2 separate regions of the Mus musculus genome follow, and region 1 is linked to region 2. Evidence: chromatin contacts called from public Hi-C data. All regions are on one chromosome and are shown on one strand. The core of a region is the stretch at or near the end of the contact, and the rest is flanking DNA. Distances in the headings are between cores, read along the strand shown.

Region 1 (5,129 bases), core at 1,498-3,997, 300 kb after region 2:
AGAGTCTTCTAGATCAGCAGTTCTCAACCAGGAGTTCAAATGACCCTTTCACAGATTCGAATATCAGATATCCTGCACATTAGATATTTATATTATAATTCATAACAGTAGCAAAATTACAGTTATAAAGTAGCAACAAAATAATTTTAGGATTGGGAGTCACCACAACATGAGGAACTGTCTTAAATGGTTGCAGCATTAGGAAGTTTGGGAAACCACTGTTCTAGAGACTTCTACTTATAGGACACCGATCTGGCTCAGAGCCGAATGGATGAGGGTGGGAAGAGAGAGAGGGTGGAGAGATGCGAACATTTATTTACATCAAGTCAGCCTTGACAGCACTGAGCGCTCAGGATGTTTGTAAATATCTGTTTGGCCCCTGTGAGCTATCTCTCATGGAAACAATGAATCAACCAAGCCTCTTGAGTTTATGCCTCTTGGGGAGACACATTCCAGGGGTCTGATTACATTGTTATTTTGTTAGAGAGAGAAAGAAAGAGAGAAGGAGAAGAGACAGCAGTGAGTCACTACAAGCTGGTCTCCCAGTTTAGAATAATGAGTTTTTGTCATAAAGAGCTAAATCTAGAAATGAGAGGTGTGACACTGGCTTCCTCCTTGAAGCTGGGATGCCTTCTTCAATCCCCCCGCATCTCTGGATCACTCTATCAAGTTGCTAAGAAATGTTAAGGGGGTGAAATGAATGTGACCCCACCCAGCCCACTGGTGTCAGCATAGCTCATCAGTGGCCCACACACTGAATGTCAGGTAACACGTTTATCTCTTAGGACTGATAGTTATAGCTCCAGCTCTGGATTCAGTAAGGTGTCTCACACTCACACACACACACACACACACACACACACACACACACACACACCCATTGTGGCGATTGCATGTCAAGGGTAGAATGCTGGTCCCATCCAGACAGTGCATTTCTTCCACAAGACTAAACACACATCTGGGGATTCCTCGGGCATTATTTGACTTTCCAGAGAATCCTGTGGTTTGCTGGGGTCTTGTGAGGGAACCAGGAGGAAAGGCAAATGAAGACAGGCTTTGCTGGCTTCTTGGAAGTGAATCTTAATCACTACACTGTTGTGGGTATGAGATTTCTTTTCCTTTGTCTCTTCTCTCTTTTATCCATTGCTTCTGTGACAACATTTGAAGAAGGATCCCAGATTCCAAACAAACAAGGCAAAGCTTAATGAAACATTGAATGATGGATTCAATGCAAACTCAAGGCTTTGAATTAAATCCTACAAGATTGGTCCCATTGGCTCCCGTGTGGAAAGGAGAAGGGGATCTTGGGGTGACACAGCTCTATTGGGGTTTGTAATCAGTTAATGGTTGATAAGAGAGAGAGAGAGAGAGAGAGAGAGAGAGAGAGATTGTCTTCAGTGGTGTAGACACTGGCAAGATGCCCATGCTCCTAGAAATACTATCACCCACACTCTATAAACAACCCTAATGAAACACATTCAGACAGACAGACAGACAGACAGACATGCGCACACACACACACTGGCAGTCGGAGGCAAACCAGCTAGGAAGAGGAAGACGATTCATGAGAGCACAAGGAGAACAGGGGAGCACAGGGTGAAGGCATGAAGAAGGTCTAAACACTTTATGTGCCTTATGTGCACGTATAAAACTCTCATACTGAAACTCGTTTTACCGATAGTATTTTGCTAGTAAGAATCGTTAACTAAAGAAAACATGGCAGCAACCAAGAAGAATCATCGATTTCTAGACTTGACTATGATAGCTTTGACATTCAGCCCCTTCGGGGCCTAGGGAGTGCTCATGGACTCTATGCCAGTTTTACCACACTCTATGTGCATTGACAAGAGTCCTCCCTTACTTTCCTACATGGTCTGTGCCAGAGTGTATCCCTAATGAGGCTTCTCTCACATTGGGTTCCACAAACTAGTCTGTGCTTCAAAACAGTTAGCAGACATGTGGCCTCCTGGAACTTTCTTAGGGAGAGCAAATTGAAGTGCACATGAGCCTATAATACACTCGGGGAGAACTTGCAGTTAAGGAGAGCCATTGTTCTGGTTTGCCGTTTTTTTTTTCTTCCCTCGGTTGTTTCCATAACATCTCCGTCCATGAAAAGCCTTGTTTCCTGAAAGCCAATTAGCATCTTGTTCTCATCGCGCCTGGTTAGAGAGCACGGCCTCCTGGTAAATTCACTGGCTTATTTGATACAGATGGGGAGCCATTCTGCTGTGTCAGAAAGCGTTTGGAGCAAGGAGGGTTGTTAATGAGGAGTTACCGAGCTCCTTCTCAAGTTGAAGAATGATGGCCAAACTTCACTGGCTCCGCTAAGAGACTGCAGACGCCCCCGACTGAAGTTGCCTAGTGAACGTGTGCGGATATCTCCAAACACATCGCTGGCTCCTCACCCGGGGCCAGGCCGCCTCACATGCCTTATTATCGATATTTAAACAACTACAAAGGTGAACGTTGACCCCGAGCATCCTCCCAATCCTTCCCCATGGTCCACTCGAGATGTTATCTGTGAGGAGTAAACAGGCTCGGCCCCAAAGCCTCGGCCACCCTGGTGTGATGTCAAACAGCTGCTCAACAGTCCTTGAAGCCAGCTCCCATCTCTCCCCCTGCTGAACTTACAGCATGTCCAGCTTCCTGGTGGGGCTTCCCTTTGAAGTCCAGAAGGGCCCTGCGCTGGGGATGTGTGGGAAGGGAAACTTGGATTCATCTCTCCTGGAGCCATCTTTTCCATGGGAACAGAACTTTTCCAGAAGAGAGGAACTAGCTCGGAGCCTCAAATCATAAAAGCGGGTAACCATGGTAACACGCATGGCACCCAGAAAGTGTGTGCTAGTGTCAGATTTAGGACCAAACTCAGTCTTGTTCAAGTGCTAAAAACCAGTGAAGAGCAGCAAAGCTGAGCTCCAGGCAGACTACATACGCTATGTATGTGTCCAAGACCATATACAGAGGGAAGGGTAGCGTAGGTTTTTCATTTAACTCAAGACTGCTTCCTTTGCTCCTAAACCAGAGATAACAGAGGCCACAAACGTCTACTCTAAAGAGGGGGCCAGAGGCTGTGGGTGTCGTTTAGCTGATAGGTGTTTGACTAGCAGACACAAAACTCTGCCCCCACTCCCCCAGCATAAACCTGACATACTGAGGATGCATGTCTATAATCCCAGTACCCAGATGTCGAAGGCAGAGTTCAAGACCAAGAGTTCAAGGTCAGCCTTACAAGTTTGCAATCAACCTGGACTGTGTGACCCTCACTGGCCCAATAAGAAAGGAAGTTGAGGAGGGGAAGAAAAGAAAGTAAATAGTGTCAAGAGAGAGGTGAGGGGCTTTTCCTATGTATGTCCGTTATCATCGTGTGGGGTCTCCCCTCACCCCTTGTTAGGACCAGCCTTCATTTTGCTCCCCCATCTGATCGCCTCTCTCACACACTGAAATGAGAGCTTTCTGCAGCACCAAGGCTGTTAGTCTTAGACCTGGAACTGATGGTAACTTTGACAACAACTACATCTTCCCTGTAGCCCACTGTGACCACTCTGCCTGGTATGCTATAACATTCATTGTGATCCTACCAAACCTTCTGCCCCACGCCTTGCCTGTGTTTCCCACTGACCCCTTCCTCACAGCCACCAGCTTTCCACTTTACAGGTGGGGAAACAGAGGTTCCGAGAGAGAAGATCCTATTGGCCTAAAATCTAGCAATAAGTCTGTGAACCAGTACACTCATTGATTTCTCAGTCTGTTTGGAAACAAACAAACAAACAAACAACAGAAATGTTGTTTTCATCCTTAACAAATCACCTCAATAAATAGCAACTTAAAACAAAAGCAAAACCAGGCCTGAGGGTGCAAGCACCTGCAGTCCTAGCACCCTGGAAACTGAGGCAAGACCATCCCAAATTTGAAACCAGCTTGGACTACCTAATGAGTTCAAGCCAAACTTGCTTGATATGCATGAGACCCTAGGCCCCATCTACTGCAGGACACTACCTAAATAAGAATTATGGGGACTGATGAGATGGCTTGTTGGCTAAGAGCACTTACTGATTTTGCAGAGGACAGGAGTCAGGTTCCCCCACCCCCACCCCATTGCATAACCACCTGTAACTTCAGTCCCAAGAGATCTGATGCCCTCAGGTCTCCTCAGGCACCGAATGCACAGTGGTGCACATAAGTTCATGCAGGTACACATTTTATGTCTGTATAGACATAAAATAAAAAAGTAATTTTCAATTATTTAAGTAACTGCTTATTAACTCATTTGGGAAGTTACTTGAGGGTAACTTAGCTGTGTTGAGGTTAAAAGTGCTCTTGAGGGCTGGAGAGATAGATGGCTCAGTGGTTAAGAGCACTGACTGCTCTTCCGGAGGTCCTGAGTTCAAATCCCAGCAACCACAGGGCAGCTCATAACCATCTGTAATGGGATCCCATGCCCTATTCTGGTGTGTCTGAAGAGAGCAATGGTGTACTCATGTACATGAAATAAATAAATAAATATTTAAAATAATCACCATCATCATCATCATCATCTTGGAACACAATCAGAATGTCACCCACATCAATAGATCACCTGGGGTAGAGGAATCACTTTCACTACCACAGCCCCAGCAGGAGGCTTCAGCTCCTCCCCTGCATAGACCTCTCCAAGGGCAAGCTTTAAAATTCTTCCTATAAGACAGCAGCAAACAAAGCAAGAAGGAAGTCTTATGACCAAGCCTTAGGGTCACATGGGTTTACATCCGAAACATCCTACTGGTTCCTTAGCTATCTAGTGAAGGAGGGAGACTTCACCAGGACTGGGGCAGCAGAAGTCTCATTGAGAAGCCACAGCAAGCACCTACTGAGCCACTGAAGAACTGGAGTATCTGAACAATGCAGAGCTGGGAGCTCGTGCCTGAGGACACAAGAAGGCGTAATGGGGCCACCTGCACAATCACACAAAGGAAGGTGTGCCTATATATAGGACCGTGTGTGCACGGTCATGTCTGCTATGTCTGCTGGTGTATCTGCACATGTGTACGCTTGTACGTGGAAGCCCGAGGTTGGGTTTTTTTAAGAGGGCAGGGTCTCACACTGAACCTAGAGCTCACTGTTGGATACGCTGCCTGGCCAGCAGGCCTCGG
Region 2 (5,276 bases), core at 1,812-4,311:
GTAACTCTGATTCCATTCCAGGGAATCTAATGTCCTCCGTGGACAGCTGCACACACAGGTTACATTGACACATAAAAGAAAAACAATAATAGTGTCTTAGTTAAGCATGCTGGCACATACCACATATCCTAGTAGTCAACAGGCTGAGGCAGGAGGATTACAAATTTGAGACCAGCCTGGACTACATAGCAAGTTCAAGGAAAGCTTGGGCTACACACTGGGATTTCATCTCAAAAGCAAATAAAAAGATGGGTGTGGTGGTGCCTGGCTGTATCCAGCAGCTGGGAGTCTGAGGCAGGAGCATTGCTACCTGTTTTAGGTCAGCATATTCTACATGATTAATAACAGTGTAACCTGGGCTACACAGAAATATTCTTTTAAAATCCAATAGATAGAGAGACAGACAGATAGGTGGTAGATAGGTAGATAGATAGATGATAGATAGATAGATGGATGGATAGATAGATAGATAGATAGATAGAGATAGTAGATATATAGATTATATATGATATATAATCTACATATATAATCTACCTATCACCTACTGTGTATATATATATACACACACACATATATATAATCTACATATATATAATCTACCTACCACCTACTGTATATATACATACACACGCACACATAGAGAGAGAGATTATAGATAGATTGACTGATATATTGATAGATTATAGATAGAAGATAGATGATAGATAGATAGATAGATAGATAGATAGATAGATAGATAGATAGATAGACAGACAGATAGAATCTGCCTGGTAGGGAAAGGAGAGACTGGTGGATGATGAACTAGAATGGGAAAGAGTTCTGCTGTCCTCCGAGTTTGCCTCATGTGCTCTAGCCCCCATGTGCTTTACATAAAAGGTGAAGACATAGAAAAGGATCTCTATTGTTTTTCTGAAGTTCTGTGCAAAGAGCCACAGACTACTTGCATCTAAGGGGGCTCTGTGACTCTGATGACGACTCCTTGAAGCTTACCTCTTTTTCTTATGGAACTGCCAGCCTACTTTGCTATTTAGAAAAAAAGCAGCACTGGATTGCACAGGTGGCTCCTGGTTAGGAGCCAGGGATGCTCTTCCAGGGGACCTGGGTTCAGTTCTCAGCACTCACATGCAGCTCACAACCTTCAGCAACTCCAGTTCTAGAGGGATCTGACACCCTCTTCTGGACTCCACAGACACTGCCTGCACTCATGTGGTGCACAGACAAATGTGGAAGCAAACACCAAATACACACACACACACACACACACACACACACACACACACACACACACATATTTGAAAATAAAGAATACAACAGCAGTATGCTGGGTGTGGTCATACATGCACAGCTGTGTATGTGGTAAGTCAAGTCTCTCATAGAAGAAATCAGGTGAGGTTTGTCCTTCACATCTGACTTATTTCAATTAGCACGATGTCTTCTGGGTCAGCTGTGTTGTCACAGGTGGCATAGGTTCTGTTTTCTTGCCTGTAGGACTCATCTTCCTGACCTACTCCTCTGCTGATGGACATATCTGCTATGTTTATACTTCAGTCACCGTGGAAAGTACGTCATGATTGTGAGGAGAGTTACAGACATCCCCTGGGGTCTTGACTTCAGTTACTTAGTATGATCCAAACTCAGAAGTGGACTTCTGGTAGACCTAGTTTCCAAAATGGTGTCACCCAAGAGAGTTTGAAGGTCTCACTGTTTTCCCTCTCACTAATAGTTGTCAGTCATTTGGGGACAGCTATTCTGAGTGTCTGGATGATGTGTCACTGCATATTTGATTTGAGTTTCCCTAGGATTCATTATTGGTGTTGAGTATCTCTTTAGAGGCCTGTTGGCTATTGTATGATTTTTTAGGAAAATTGTGCATTAAAATTACCTATTTGTCTGTCTATCTTCTATCTATTTATGTATCTACTTATTTGTCTGTCTATCTGTCTGTCTGTCTGTCTGTTTATCTATCTATCTATCTATCTATCTATCTATCTATCTATCTACTTTTGAGACAAGATCTCATGTAATCCAAGCTGGCTTCTGACTCATTTGTAGCCAAAGCTGGCACTGAACTCCTAATCCTCCTGTCTCAGTCTACCAAGTGCTGGGACTGTAGGTAGGTACCACTGTGCCCAGCTTATTTATATATTTTTAGTTGCTGCATAATAACCAGATGTGCTCATGAAGTACAATGTAAAACGAAGTAAATCTATAAGCTTTGGATACTGATCATGTATCAATTAGCATGGTGTCTCCCTGGAAACTGACTATGTTTCATGCTGGGAGTCTTCTGATACTTTCTCCTGTTCTTTATAAAATACCTAATAAATCCCTGTGACCTCCCCCACTCTTCACTGCGTGGCAGCTCAAACCCACTCCCACAGAGAGGGTACTCTGTGTGTGTTGATATCCACCATCCTATCTCCCTGTGTCCTTCCTTCCTTCTCTTTGGCAATCTCCATTCTTCTTTTACTTTCCACACATGGCTGAGAATTGGGATGTTTATCCTTCCCCATCACAGTGCCCTCCAGCATCATCCACGAGGCCACCAAATAACAGAACTGCATTCTCTCCTCACCTTGGACCGTGTATAAAATCGGGGTCCTTCCCTCTTTTGTTAATATGCCTGGGTCGCTGAGTTGCTGTGTGGAGAACTGTTGACAGCCTCCCTCTGGCTCCATACAGCATAGACTAGTCGGTCCCTGGGACACAGAGTCAGTAAACTTTCGGAGAAATACACTGTGGTGCAACCTGACTTCCCCTGACCCAACCATCTCTCAACATCACAAGTTCACCCTCCCAGGGGGATCTTTGTTGAAGTCATGGCTTTCCTGGATTATATCTATCTTCCAGTTATCTACCTTCTACCCATCCCCCACAATCCATCTAGTCCTCGACACCTTCCCAGACAGTCCCAGTCACGCAGTTTCTTCCTGTCATGCGCTCATTTCACAGGTATTTCTTGGGTATTTATTATGTACCAACCAGATCCAGTAACAGTGAGTGAGCGTCCGTGGTAAGGCAGATAAAGAATCTGCCATTTCCTGGCTTCTGAGCCCCGGTGCTTCTATTTTTCTCGATGTGTTTATACACTCCATAACAGTTTACAGTTTTATGAGGTTTTGGCAGACTGGAGTGGATGCCTTTGTTCTTGAAGAATCTTTCTTCTGTTTTCTTTGTCCTCTCTCCCCCCTTCTCTACAACTTGTTGCCTCTGGCTGTCAAATAAGCACACTCCTAGGAAGGACACCCAGTCCTCCCTAATGAGTGCTCTCAATGCTCCCTCCCTAATGAGGGGCTGACTCCTCCACCACAGGGCATCCTCACCAGGGAATGCAGTGCAGGTTCTGCTCTGGGCTGACTCTCACCATCCTCGTGGCTTCTCAGAGTCAGCCTCTTGTTTTTCTTAAGCAATGCTGACCCGTAGGGAGGAAGTTTGTCTTGGGATCATCACCCACCCACCCACCATGTGGAGGCTGTGTGTGCCCGTGCATGCAACATCCAAGTGCAAGATTTACTACGTAAAGCAGACTCCCCTAGAAAAGGTGCTACAGGTTTAGCTGAGTCTTGCCTGGTTTTGATACCCCTTTCCAGCTGAAAGTAGACCTGGATGTCTGAGTCTAACACAAAGCAGGAAGCAGTGCAGAGCCCTAGCAAGAAGCAGACAACCCCTCGTCCTTCCACATAGCACTGTTCTTGAGGCATAAGGCATCCCATGCTTCCACAGAGCCAGAGTGTCTGTATCAGGGTGACAGACAAATGAGGTCAATCATGAGTGCCCACATGTCTGAGTCAGAGAAGATCCTGGACTATGGGAAGTCGGATGCTGCGTTGAGTTTCATGGACTGACAGAGTCGAGTGCCTTCCTCCCTCCTTCTATGGGGGCTCAGAATTTATCTCCATTGACACCGGGGTTGGTAGATGAAGAGCTCACAGTCATGTGATGCTCAAGGCCAGTAGTCTGGTAACATCAGGGCACAAAGGGAACCTGGGCTCAGACCCTCATATTGTTCTCATCTGGGCCAAAGATTCTTCCAAAACCAAGTGAAATTGCTTTAGGCAAGCGTCCCTCTGCCGTATGTCAGTCTTGACTGCTGAGCTCAGTCCAAGAGAGATTTGTCAATCCTGGACATTGTGTAAAAACCCTCCTCAGATGGATCCCACAAGTTGATATTCTTCTTTCTGGAGACATCTGAGAAGCAGGCCACAGCCTTCATCAGCCGGAGGCAGAGAAGTGAGTCACGGCTGAGGGAGGATTGTCTAGGGTCTGTGGAGAAATGGCACTGTGGGTCCTGCCCAGTTTCCAAGTCCCCTGGGATTGAGGTGGAGCTGGCTAATGATCTATAATTGTCACCTGGGTCACTTTGAGGTTGTTCCCATTTGTGCCTTCTATGCAATTAGCTCTATATCCTCCTGGAAGATTTTTGGGGTGAGTGCTTTGACACCCCTACTTTTAATTGAGTCTATATTACTATTTGGAAAAAATCTTAATTACATTCATTTATTCATTCACATGTGGAGGTCAGGGAACCACTTGGAGGAGTTGTTCCACTGCTTTGGCCATGGAAGACCCTGGAGCCCAATCAGATCATCAGACTTGGTGGCAAGCACCTTTACCCACTGAGCCAACTTGCCAGCCCGCTCTTTGTAAACTTTAATCCTAATGGTTGTCATGTATAGGCAACTTATAGAAGTTGGCTGGACACACTTATTTAGGGTGATAGTGGCAGGCACAATGCCCTACAGGATACATGCAGTATATATACACATACACATACATATACGTGTGCATGTAAGATGCAGGTCCCGAATCATTGGTTGCATAAATGACAAAGGAGAGTCTCAAAGTCTATTTGGATTGGGTAGATGGGGTTCCCTGAGTGGGAACAAATCTTGAGACCACACTTCACAAGAGAGGATGGAAAGATTTATCTCTGATGATTGCTATGGGTGGAACAATAGAATCAGGGTATGTAAGCTGAATATGCTCTTTTTTTCTTACACCCCAATTATCTTGAAGGAAACTTGAGTCTCAAGTCAAAGCTAGTCGAGGGGTCTGGAGAGATAGGCATATGTCTAGCCAAACACGAGGGTGTGAGGATATATGTTAAAAGAGCCAGGGAGGCAAAGTGATGTGTATAATTGCAGGGCTGGGTGGGCAGACACAGGACAGTTCTTGAGCTTGCTGGCCAGCCAGCCAGGAGTGCAAGGATCCAATAGGAGAAGCTGTCTCAAAAACAAAGAACTGATAACACCCTAGGGGGAACAATGCTCAAGGCT

Evidence for each region. A called contact is a pair of places that touch in the nucleus more often than the background predicts.
Region 1: a contact with region 2 is called in a Hi-C map of uterus, with 2.1 times the contacts expected there. The contact joins two enhancer-like sites. A contact is called at or near these places in 3 of 484 Hi-C or Micro-C datasets (nephron progenitors and uterus) and 1 of 9 other capture datasets (embryonic stem cells).

What each region holds. Positions count from the first base shown.
Region 1 is chr5:119,478,169-119,483,297 of GRCm38.p6, forward strand. No RefSeq gene overlaps it. Among named protein-coding and RNA genes, the nearest start is that of Gm31314, 47 kb to the right of the region's middle. Within about 2 kb of position 2,748, at least 11 of the 459 cell types and tissues checked have an H3K27ac peak or open chromatin away from gene starts, as enhancers often do. A contact at or near this core is called in uterus, where this site is marked.
Region 2 is chr5:119,180,535-119,185,810 of GRCm38.p6, forward strand. No RefSeq gene overlaps it. Among named protein-coding and RNA genes, the nearest start is that of Gm7538, 17 kb to the right of the region's middle. Within about 2 kb of position 3,062, at least 8 of the 459 cell types and tissues checked have an H3K27ac peak or open chromatin away from gene starts, as enhancers often do. A contact at or near this core is called in uterus, where this site is marked.